Linked DNA regions of Mus musculus: region 1 is linked to region 2. A link is a contact called in public Hi-C data. All regions are on one chromosome and are shown on one strand. Each heading gives the region's core, a stretch centred on a gene start, on an enhancer-like site or on the middle of the called end of the contact. The rest is flanking DNA. Distances are from core to core; before and after follow the strand shown.

Region 1 (6,614 bases), core at 2,666-5,165, 980 kb before region 2:
CAGGCATGGCTGCAAGAATCTCTACCCACTGAGCCATCTCACCAGCCCCCACCTTCTCGATGGAGAAAAACTTGAAAGCAATCTGTGTGGTCAGGGCCCTTTAGCTTGACACTTTTCTCAAACCATGTCATGCTTGGGTGTATCCTTTGGGGAAACTATGTCAAAATAAATTAGCTTACGAACAGAACAGGAGAAAGAGAGAGTCAGTCTGTGCCCGCCTCCCACAGCATAGCCCAGGCCTCTGGGAGCTCGAATGCCGGACACCAGATCTTACCATGATCACTTTCAGTTCCCGAGCGGCCCCAGTAGCGTCGCCTCCTTTCTGGACTGTGTACGTGTCGCTCCATGACTGCAGCTATGAACCGGGTGTTGCTGACTGTAGGACGTCACGGACAATTAATGTCATTCCTGTGCCAGTGCCTTCATTGTTCAACCCCCTTGCTCTGAGCATGCCCACTCACTCACGTGTTGGAAGGGTCAGTCTTTCAGAAGTTAGAATAAATAATTTTTAAAAGAATCCTAAGGATGGGGGTGGGGGAAGCTGGCTTAGGGCTGATGCAGGGAGGGGCGGTCAGCTGCTTATCTCCAGGCACCAGCAGGCTAACGTCTAGGCAGCGAAAGGCCATGGGAGTTCAACATCAACAGAAGTCTCTTTTAAGAAAGAAAGCACTTTTCCATTACTCTGAGATGTGTACACTAATTAGGGGACTAAAAAAATTTTTTCTAGAAAGTTCTCTTTCTAAAACAACATGTTGGAAAAGTCATGGGGCGAGAGGCTTTAGGTCAAAGAAAGTGTAAAAGATAACATCCCAAAAAAAAGAGATATTCTGAAACAAAGCAGAGACCCACACCTATTCCTAGTGAAAAGGGGAGGAAAAAAAAATCTACCATGTCAAAGCTTCTGAAATTTTAATACAAGCCAAAAGGACATAAGAAAGAATATTTATTTTGGATTAGCCTCCCGCTGACACACGAGGCAGGGGGTGGCAGATACTCACTGATGCCTCTGTCTTCATGACTGTCATCGTCTCTTTCATCTCTGTCATTCTCCAGGTTGGACATACGCACTGACATTTCTGTCCATCATTAGAAAGAGAGAAACATGACTATTTAATCAAACAAAACCATGGGCTTTAATACCCTGCTGAGTGATGGTTTGATGGCTAGGTGACAGCATTCCGTCAAGAATGAGTTCAGGGCAGAGGATGGAGGAGAGTGGTAGAAAGCTCTCCTCAAGTGTGCTGGGTTCTATCTCCAGCCCCTCAAATAAAATAAAATAAAATAAAATAAAATAAAATAAAATAAAATAAAATAAAATAATGAGCTTGCAAGAGAATGAACAGATGCCTCTGTCTGATACATGGGTGGGCAGAGACAAAGGAAGAACAAGAGAATAAGGGAAGAGCATCTAGAATAGTGTTCTGGAGAAAGAAGAAACGGGTGGAGGCCAGCTCATTGTTAATCTTCTATCAAGTGCTTAAGCAGAAGAAGTGGGTCTGAAGCGTTACTGGCTGAGCCGTGAAAAGGCTCCAGAGCTGCATACAGGTGCAAGGCCACACTGGATGCGGCCACCCTGAGTCTAGCCGATTCTCAGGTAGGTATACCTTTCTCTGTGGCTATGCTGTGTCAGGTCTGTCGTCATAGCAACACCTAACACCAACTTGTCACTAGTCCTACAAGCTGAGCTAAGTGGACAGGAAAACTGTGAGTTTCACAAAGGGCAGGCTGACATATCTCTGGGGACTTCGGGAAGGGTGGGAATGGCTTTGAGTACAGATGGCAGACTCAGATGGCAACAAGGTCACGAATATAGGCCAACTCTTTTTATAGTTTGCTTCGATGATTTATTCTGTTTGGAAAGATCTGATTATTCTAATGTACAGGAAGGCCATTGGATAGATTCAAATTCTTGCTCATAATGATCTGGAGGTCTCTGATTTGCTTGGGTTCAGACCTGCAAGGGCAGCATGCTGACACCCTGTGGGTCAGCACGCTAGCTGCCCAGTTCATGTAAGCCACGGAGTATGTGAGGGATGAGGATGCCGGCAGTATCTGGAAAGGGCCTGGTATTTTCTGGGTAATCAAAATGGGGCATGTGGAATTTAGGCACTAAATTAGAAAGCAGGCTTTGGGGACATCAGATGTCACGCTGCTCTACGATTTCTGAGAGGCCTATTCAAATCGCTGCTCAACAACCTCCAAGAGGCTTTCTGTACTCACCTTGAGCAGCAAGAGGTGACATGTGCTGGTGGCTGCGGCGATGGATCTGGTGGCGGTAAGCATACACGGCAAGGACCAGCACCATGATGCAGCCCATGATGCCTCCGGCCACAGGGCCCACCGGAGCACTCTTAATCATGTTTAGTGTGATCACCTCATCACCTGCGGAGAAGAAATGAATGGATGTGTCGTGTCAGCATCTCACAAGTGCAGGGAGAGGTGGGCATGGAGCAAGCGTGGTGGGAGGGAAAGGAGAAGAGCAGAAGGGTTTGGTGGATAGCCGTGCTATGCTCTAAATTCCTCACTGACACACAAGAATGTGGGAGTGGAAGCTTCGTTTCATTCCTGATTCTTAAATGTTGGTTGCTACACAGAGCAAGAGCACCGATACTAAGGGCTGCTGCAAAGAGTGAACAGATGAAAACCGTTTACGCACATGCATTGCCTAGTGCTGATGCAGTCCTGGCTACCCTCAAGAGGCAACAGCACCTAGTAGAGAAAGGTGAGGTGGGCTTCTTGGAAGGACACATGAACTAAGGGATATGAAGTACACACGTCTATGGTTCACAGGCCACGTTGCAGAGGTGTGGCCTCCTGCAAGCACAGACAATACCCCTCTGGAGTATATTTGTGTGAACGGTGCCCTTATCTGGTTCAGCAGTAACACAAGAACTCAAACCCACAGCCCCGTAGGAGAGAATATAGCCTCCCTTCAGTCAGGGTAGATGTGTAGACATTTAAAAGCAAGATACAGGGCTGTAGAGACAGCTCAGCTGTAAAGAGCCCTGACTACTCTTCCAGAGGTCCTGAGTTTTATTCCCAGCAGGCACACGGTGGCTCACAACCATCTGTATTTGGAATTGGATGCCCTTTTCTGGTGTGTCTGACGATGACAACAATGTACTCCTATATACAAAATAAATAAATAAACCTTAAAAAAAAAAGCAAGATACAGATGGTCCCTAATTTGTGATGATTTGACTCATTTGTCACCTTCATGATGGTAAAAAGTAATGAAGCATTCAGTAAAAATGGCTTGGGCTTTGGAATCTTGGGCTTGGAATATGGAAGATAGATATTCTCTTGATGCAGGTTATGGCAATTCCCAATCAGCCCTGGGCTCACAAGGGTTAAAAAACCAGCACTCTGTGGTGAACTGTTCTGTTAAGTTATTTAACATTCAGCAGGCTGAGTGTATTAAAAAACATTTTGACATTTTTTTTTCAACCCATAATAGGTTTATGGGGTCACAACTGTATACCAAGATGAGAAACGTCTACATTCACTAGTGGCTTAGATACGGTGACTCAAATTTGCCAGCTAAGAGCAAGGGCATGCTGCTGATTCTGGGAAGACACTGGAAAAAAAAATCCAATGATAAATAGAGTCTTTGGTAGTATCTTCAAGAACTGGTGACCTGATCCCAGGGGGCTCTTCATATGGTGTCTTTGTCCATACCCTAAGCTGCTATAGCAACCCTAAGCAGCCTTGGCATCTGCTGACCTCATTGCCCTAAACAGTGGTGGGTAGCTGAAACCTTGTAAGGTGGGAAGGGGAAAGGGAAGGCTCGGGGATGAGCTAGCACACCCCAGGCAGGCCCTGTGCTCTGACAGCTGGGATGCACATCCAAGCGGACTCGAGTTCAGCCATGTGGAAACCAGGCCAGAGTTTCTTAAAGTCAGCTTCATGGGAATGAATTCCAGGCTTGCAAAATTTGGCAGCATGGTTGGCTGCTCACTGCACAGAGTGTGTAGCCAGCTCTGAAGGTAATTATCTGCCTTGGGTTTTTTTAACTAAGGATGACTGGGCAAACGAATCAGGGAAGCTGGGCAAAGGATGATTAATGTTGGTCCCAGGATACAGGCAGAAAATTGCATTCAAGAGTCAAATCACCATGGATCCCTAGTCAACATACCGATGGCTCCCATGTCATCAACATAGGGACTTTTGGCTCCCACGATCCCCCCGAAGCATTCTTTCTGGGGCGCACAGTAGGATTTGTCCAGGTGAGTCTTTCCATCACTGTCCACCACACACCATTCGCAGTCCAGCACACCGAAACAGTCCCTGGCAGGTTGACAATGTTTAAGGAAGCAGTATGAGCGGGAGGGCGGGTAAGTTGGCCTTTAGTCAGATCTCAGGGCCCCAGCTTTACTCCAGCTCTGAATGGCTGCCTGTCAAGCCCCTTTCCTTGTCAAGTGGGGAGAGCAGTTTTTAACCTGAGGGTGGCTATTGCATGCCTCTCGGCCACAGGACAATGAGAGAAGGCCAAGTATTCTGAGTTACCTTACAACCTCCACGTGGGAATTAGTGTGGTCTTATTCAAAGTCATCTCAGAAGATCAAAGGCAAATGGCCCCAGGGTTGTTTGGTTTTGGTCTAACATGCCCCATGTGAGTGGTCATTATGTTGGTTTTTGTTGGAAAAGGAAGAAATAATAGACAAATACATTCAGGAAAAGAGTAGTCAGTCTGTTTAAAAGAGCTTTCCTAACAGCCAGTCTCCTGAGCCGCGTGCATAGTGAGGCTCTTAAAAAATTACACTGGTGGCAATGCTACCTGCTCCTAAATGTAGCGTGACAACCCATGTTAATCAGTGCTTGGGTGACCCTTTCCTCAGCTCAACCAAAGACGAGGCTGACATGCCCTCTGTGCCCTCGCTTGGCCTGATCCACATGGTAACCAGCAGGCAGAGGGAGGGAATTCCCTCCTCCAGGTCTGCCATAGCCTCTGCCCCATGCCTAGTCCAAAACACCCAGAGGGGAGCAGCCTGCTGCAGGGGACACAGGGCTGGTAGTTCTCAGAACTACCCTGGAGCAGATCTGTTTTCGGAGAAGGGAAAACTAATGAGTTCTGCAATACTTCCCAGAGAAGCCTTGATGGCTGCTGGGTCCTGTTTGGAAGCCCAGATCCTAATCCCTTGCAACATCTCTTGCACTTTGCTTATTGAAACAAAATGACCTCATACACACAGCAGAGGCCCTTTTCAGCCTAGAGCAAGAGTCAAATACCTGTAACCAGTGGGAATGAAAGAGTTCATCTGTGAGACATAAGGCTCATGGTGTAAGAACCATACTAGCGCCCCACAAAGGACATCTCCTTAAAGCATGAAGGATAGGGAACCAAGCACTGGCTGCAGAGGCTCAGTGGGGTTGCTAAGCACTGATCTCAAGATAGTCTCTCCCTCTCTCTCTCTCTCTCTCTCTCTCTCTCTCTCTCTCTCTCTCTCGTGTGTGTGTCAGTTCTTGATACAGGGTTTCTCTGTATAGTAGCCCTGGCTGTGCTGAACTCACTTTGTAGACCAGGCTGGCTTCACGGAGATTCTCTTGCCTCTGCCTCCCGAGTGCTGGGTTAAAGGCATGTCCCACCACACCCAGCTTTCAGGAAGGTCTCTTACCCACTTTCCATCCTCTGGTTACATCTGCTGTTGACACACTGCTGCAGGGCATCTTGCAGGCCTGGGTCGATAGCCGTGTATGTCACTGGCTCCTGGTGAACCTCACAGCTCGGGTTTCTATGTAGGAAGCAAGTTTGGAGGTTAGGGTCAATGGCACCCAAATTCCAAACACCTAGGTCCTTGATAATGTCAGACAAATCTGAGTTTTTATATTTGGTATAGGTTGCTTTGCCACTCAGTGAGACCTTGGGTCAATCCATTTAACTATTGGATTGCTTAATTTGTTTATATTTGTGTACAATAGAAATAATATATGTGCTCATATGCGCGTGCGCGCGCACACACATACACACACACCCCTACCTGAAGTTACAGCACCATAATCTGGCTAGATTGGTTGATCAGTAAACCCTTGGGGATCGTCCTGCCTGTTTCCTGGATTGTTAGGGTTACAGGCACATGTCACTGCCTGGCTTTTACAGGGCTGTGGAGACTTGTACTCAGTCCGCATGTTTGCACGACAGGAACTTTACCCACAGAACCATCTCCTCAGCTTTAATACAGCCATGCATTATTAATACGTCACAGCATATTTATTTGAACCTCAAGGCAGACATTATTTGAAATCTGGCTTACTGACTAGGTTCCTCATTAGAACAAAGCACTTTTGTACACTCTTAACCCAAAACAAATCTATAGAAAACATGATAATAACATGGAGCTTATACACATACCTACATTTGTACATGTGTACATGCATACATACAAATATAAATTTATGCATGCACACACATAAACACACACACACACACACACACACACACACACACACACACGCACACACTTTTTTTTTTTTACCTGTTCTCTGCATTGGTGAGGTTGCCAGTACACTCATTGACCTCCAGGGGGCACTCACAAGGACATTCACATTCATTTTGCTCCATTCTGAAAAGCAAACAGAATTACTAGTCAGAGGTAGATGTCAGCAGAATATCACAC
Region 2 (5,673 bases), core at 1,624-4,123:
GGAAAAGAACAAATAATGGGGAGATGGTATAAATGTATGTGTGGAGTGAGTCGTGAAAGGCACTGGGGTCTGCCCACAACCAGGCTCCTATGTGCTGCTGGAACACATTAGCTAGGCATGCTAGAATCATGCGAAGGCCAGTTTGGGGCCAAACCTAAGGTCTAAGGCCCCCACCCTTCACCTCCATCTCCTGTTCCGTCTGTAAGGAACACTGTCCATACCCTAATTCACACGGCGCCAGGCTTTTGGGCTCTCATCTGCCTACACATTCTGATGCCCAATTTCTCTGTTTCTGATTGGCTCTGCATCCTAAGGCTTCTTCACAGACAGCCCTTGGGCCCCTCTGTCCACTGGATTCTGCTGGGACTCAGCCAGTGGGAGGCACTAGTGTGAAGTGGAAAATAGGGCCAGGGAGGGAGGCTGGGGTGTGGTGAGCATGTGGTAAGGAGTGTGGCTGCTAGGACTGGGTTCAGTGCAAAGGCCTGGAAAGTGTGGGGGCTGCTGGGTAGAGCTCAGTACTGATAACCTGAAAGTGAAAGCAATGGCTCCCAGAAGTACTTCTTTCCTGGTGAAGAATGACCAGGAACCATTTAGGTAGACTTGTATACAGCTTCAAGATGGCAGTCTGGTCCCTGCAATGCTTGTACCTAGGTGTGGGACCAGAACTGTTTGAGCAAAGGAAAAGCATGTCCAGCCCTTCTAATTTAGCCCACCAGGTGCACAATACCTACATTGATGCTGCTCAGAAACTGGGCATCTGAAAGATGCATGCCTGCCTGATGTGCTACCTGGCCTCCTAACTTTAGTTTATTTATTCTCTAGATGAGAGCCAGGCTTCTCTTAGTCACTTAGGAATATAGGGGTCTCACACACACAGACTGCATTTTACGGACTCCCAAGCACTGCTTGTGTGTTTGCACAATCCAAACACAGGACTGTGCAAGGCAAGGCTCTCAGACTGGCTATGACGGCTCCTTCCGTGGACGCTCCTGGGTATGCCTAAAGGAACGTGACTGGGCTGCAGGTCTTGGGGGGACCAGTGAATATGACGGGGTTCACTGAATTTCTTTGCTTGAGCACCCCTGGCAATTGCATTTGTTCTGAAAGTATCTCATGGTGTTGCCCAGGCTAAACTCACACTCATACACAAATTTCCCGCCCAGCCTCCTTGGTGTTGGGGTCACATCATGAGCCATCACACCTGGCTGTACTTTGAGGATCTCTCTGCTGCTCACATGACTTTTGCGTCTATGAGGGAATCAATGGCTCTATTCTTTCTAAATATCTTAATGACCAAGGAGTTGTTTTTAGAATGTTCCTTGGCATATGTATTTCTGGAAACCTAATCCTTACCTTAGCCCATGATTCCAAGAGAATTTTTAACAATGAAGAAAAGAAGAGGCTACATTCTTGGCTTCCCTGGAGGTCAAGATTTCAGAGAAATTAACTGCAGAGACGGGAATGTGTTCATGCTCTAGCTATGAGTTTTGTTCTCAACTCACTAGCTGTATGTCCTTGACCCAGGCATTGTCTCTAAACCTCACTTTCCTAATCTGTAAAATGGGGCTATTGCACTCATCGTATATTAGGGATCTAATGAGAATGGACGTGGAGTATATGTGAGGCCTCAATGTTGAACACAGTGTAAATGCCCAAAAGAAGCCTTTTTTAGAGCCATGGAAAAATATCACTTTTCCTAGGCATATTTTAACTCCAGTGCTTGTTTCAGGAGAGAAGATGGAGAGAGAGAGAGAGAGAGAGAGAGAGAGAGAGAGAGAGAGAGAGAGAGAGAGAGAACACAAACAATCTGGCTTGGAAGGGAACTTACTCTTTGAAGCTGACAAGTGTAATTTGTCTTGAGACTGCCAAGCGCTAGGGTTGAGCCTTCGTGTGGGAAAGAAGAGACAAGCAAGATTAATCTGGGGCCTTCATTACTTACTCCATCTGGCCTGGTTTGGCACAGCCCCTTCCCTCTATAGGCAGATTATTCCTTCAAAAGCCTCAGCAGAGGGCTCTCTAATGGGTTCTGACATGGCAGGAATGGGGTTCACACAGCTCTGAGATAAGGGCCCAAGACGAGGCCAAAATGCTTCCAGCACGACAGCCCAGATGCTCTGCCACAGAAGGCAGAAATGCACTGAAAAGGAGCCAAGGCCTCTGGGACGGGTGAAACCAGGATCCCAGAAGCACCTGGTCTCCACCCTGGGGAACAGCCGGAGCCGCCTTGTGGGCCGGGCTGGTGACATGGCTTACCTGACTGGGATGTGGTCCAATGACCACAGGCACTTGGTAATCTGGTTTTACAGTCACACTGGGGATAAAAGAAGTGGCTAGGAAGAAGGTTGGTTTTAAAATTTTTCTAGCAAAAACTTTGTGGATTTTTCCTCACACCCTCATCCTTATGCGTGTGGTAGTGGTGTGGGGAGGGGGGGGAGTACTTACGTAATCACATATCTGCAAAGCAGGCAGTGTTAATATTGGGGAGTGGGGGTGGAACAAGGAGCTTGCCCAAGGTCACATCTTAGGTGACTGATCCAAGACCACATGTGAGGGTAATTGGTTCAGTCTATACTCACTGTAGCAACTTCCACATCTCAGGCAGAAATTAGAAATTACGAGTAGGGAGAATCTTCCACGGCCCCCAGAGGTAGCAACTCCATGATCTGACCCTTGTCTTCTGAGACAAGCTGGGGCCAGAGGTAGGGGGTGGGGGCACTTTTGAGCTACCCTCAGATAGATGGAGTCCTCAAACCACACAGAAAAGCAGATGAATCAATCAGGACTTTGCTTGTGTTGGAGTTGGACACGTCTGTCTCTGGAACAAAGGCTCTGCTCTTTTGAACACACACACAGTTCTGTTCTGAGAGCCTTCACTGGTGTTCCAGGGCTGCAAAGGGCAAAGTCCAGCTCCAACCGGATAGCTCCCAGGGCTGGAGTCTTGTTTAAGAGCCTGGGCAAACCAGAGGCTATACAACACTGCCATCTCCTGGGAGCAAGGGCCACTCTGGTATGCAGACAGAAATCAGCAGAAAGCCCAGGACTAGATGAGTGAGGCAAGAGGCTGCTCTCTTCTTTTTATGGAGATTTCTGTGGTGACACTGTGATCAGCACTGCCTGTGTTTATCCACGGGCTAGCAAATCTCATGGAAACCAAAAACGTCCAAGTCAGATATTCATTCTTTTTGTTTTCAACTGACAAATATCAACAGAACCCCTGTTTCCTATGATGCGCTGTTACATGCTAAACGCATTGCAGCATGGCTGAGGTGAAGCTAAGTTAAGTAGTTGTCAGCAGGCACAGTGAGTCGTCATCTGTGTAATTCTAGCAGTCAGGGAGAGATCATGGCCAACCTAAGGTAGGTTCTAGGGCAGCTTGAGACCCCGTTTCACCTACCGCTTCCTGGATAAATGACTTCTAAGTTCCTGAAGCTCATAGCTGAGTGGAGAAGATGGACTATAAACAAGAAACAGTCTCACTGTGGAGGGCTTTGTTCATCTTGATTGTGGTGGGCTCATGGGGAAAAGCTCAAGTAGGAATCACCATGGGGGAGGGGAGACCCTGCACAGTCAGACAGCTTGGGAAGCCTTCAGTAAGAACATGACCTATATCCAGACACTTAGTCACACGGTCACAGGGTGAGTGGAAGATCGGATAGTGTGAAGGCTCTGACACGGGGATCCTGGCTCAGCACAAGAACTGGAGAAGATTTGTACGGTTGATCATTGAAAAAACAGGAAAAGAGATAAGATAATACGGAGTTCACAGAGGGCCTTGCCCTACCATGATTAAGTCTTTTTTAAAAACATGTAACAAAAACTCATCACAAAATAGTTTTAGCTCAAAAAATAATGCACTGATTTCTATAACTCTAAATTCTGGTGTTCAAACTTCAAGCAAGGCTAGATCCAGGAGCTTAGATAGTGCCACTAAGACTTTCTTTTTCTACTAATTAATTGTCTCCATTTGTTTCTGTATTTCTTTTTCTGTTTAGTATGTAAATGCACGTGCATGTGTGAATAGATGCCATCAGAGGTCAGAAGGTATCTGATCTCTGGCATCCCCTGATTCTGGAGTTGCAGGTGGTTTTGAGCTGCCCTGTGTTGTGCTGGGAAGAGAACTCAGTTCCTCTGCAAGAGCAGCAAGCAATCTTAACTGCTGAGCCATCTCTCCAACACTGTCTCTCTGTTTCTTAGTTAGACTTATTCTCTCTTTCATTAACAGATTCTGTTGGTCTGGTAAGAAAACTGTCACTGATATTTGCCAGGCCTCTATCTTTACAATCTAAGTATGATCCAAAAGGAAAAGAGATTTATCCTGCTATCTCAAAATGGGAGGATAAAAATGAAGGACAAAGTATGGCACTCTTTGGTTCATGTACATACCTGATGAGCCAATGTGTGTGGTGGGTCATCAAAAGGGACGAGGTCTAACCTGAGCCATGCTCCACCCCTCTGACTTGTGTATGATTGAGAGTAAAGGCAGGAAAACGTGGGTGCTGTGGCTGACGATAGTCTTGGGATCATAAGACTTGGGGAGGAGTCTCCACCAAGACAAAGCAGGCGGACCGCAGAAGAGAAACTGGTAAAGATGGGCTATACTTGTCGCCTGACAAAACAACAGTGACAGAGTTCTGTGAAGGGTTATTATACAAGAAGAAAACAAAGATTGAAAAAAAAAAAAAAAAAAGACCACACAGGTGTGACCTTGTACATCTTTAAACACAACTTTTGCTAGGCAGAGGCAGACAGATTGTGTCAAGGTTAGGCCAACATGATCTTACACGGTGAATTCCAGGCCACCCAGGACTACAAATTCATAGTGACCCTCTGTCTCAACACAGACAAACAAAGACCGTACTGGCTATTACAAGACTGGAATGGAGGGAGCATGGAAGCAGAGAGAACTTCAGATTCTAGTTCAAATCAACCATCTCCTTCCTACCTAGGGATTACACAGAAACACCCAAAAAACTACAGTAACTGCACTTTCTGAGTATACACGGACCTTGGGCTTAGTCCCCAGCGCCACACACATACAGAAGACCAGAGTAAAGCCATTTTGAGCACAATAGAACTTGCAGGAAAGTATGAGATGTCTTCATGGACCAAAGACAAGGAGGAAACAGAAAGAAGATGAGAGTTAAGTGTGTGGCTGATGCTGCAGTTAGCTCCTTGGCAAAGTCTTCCAGCCTCAGATGGCCATGATGCTCAAATGGTTAACAGTCATGTGGGAGAGGGAGACAAGGTCCAAAATGTATCTGAGGATTTTCCTCCTATTACTTGACATCCACACACAACAGGGCACTTCAGCAGTACTGAAATAAGGAATAAAACACTGAATGAATATGTTCAGAAACACTGAATTATCTAAATAAAAGAATACATCCTTTGCCAATTAAAGGTCATAGGTTACAAGTGTTTGCCCTGGCCTGGACTTTGGCAGAAAATGTCTTTATAAACATGGGTTTGTCTCTAGGGGTACATTGAGATGGCCAGTGAACTAAAGGCTTCCATTGCTCACTGCAGACAGAGCAGCCTCTAACTATTGCACACAATTTTTATACTGTTATTTGCTATGATGATATATTATTTAGTTTTTATTACTTTTTTTTAACAGCCCAGTCCTTACTCCCTTCCTGGTCTGCTCTCCCACAGTTCCTCATCCCATTCCTC

What was found. A called contact is a pair of places that touch in the nucleus more often than the background predicts.
Region 1: a Hi-C map of muscle stem cells shows a contact between it and region 2, with 2.5 times the contacts expected there. The contact joins two enhancer-like sites. A contact is called at or near these places in 2 of 15 datasets of contacts at CTCF or cohesin (both in the NIH/3T3 cell line), 16 of 484 Hi-C or Micro-C datasets (adipose-derived mesenchymal stem cells, cardiomyocytes, cerebellum and 12 more) and 2 of 115 datasets of contacts at active chromatin or transcription factors (astrocytes and stem cell-derived neural progenitor cells).

Annotation. Positions count from the first base shown.
Region 1 is chr4:100,988,497-100,995,110 of GRCm38.p6, reverse strand. Cachd1 (cache domain containing 1) reads right to left here. Exons shown (of 27, transcript NM_198037.1): 21 at 6,474-6,560; 22 at 5,616-5,732; 23 at 4,136-4,287; 24 at 2,221-2,382; 25 at 999-1,076; 26 at 275-376. Among named protein-coding and RNA genes, the nearest start is that of Raver2, 77 kb to the left of the region's middle. Within about 2 kb of position 3,915, at least 28 of the 459 cell types and tissues checked have an H3K27ac peak or open chromatin away from gene starts, as enhancers often do. A contact at or near this core is called in cerebellum and muscle stem cells, where this site is marked.
Region 2 is chr4:100,005,826-100,011,498 of GRCm38.p6, reverse strand. No RefSeq gene overlaps it. Among named protein-coding and RNA genes, the nearest start is that of BC062258, 79 kb to the right of the region's middle. Within about 2 kb of position 2,873, at least 40 of the 459 cell types and tissues checked have an H3K27ac peak or open chromatin away from gene starts, as enhancers often do. A contact at or near this core is called in cerebellum and muscle stem cells, where this site is marked.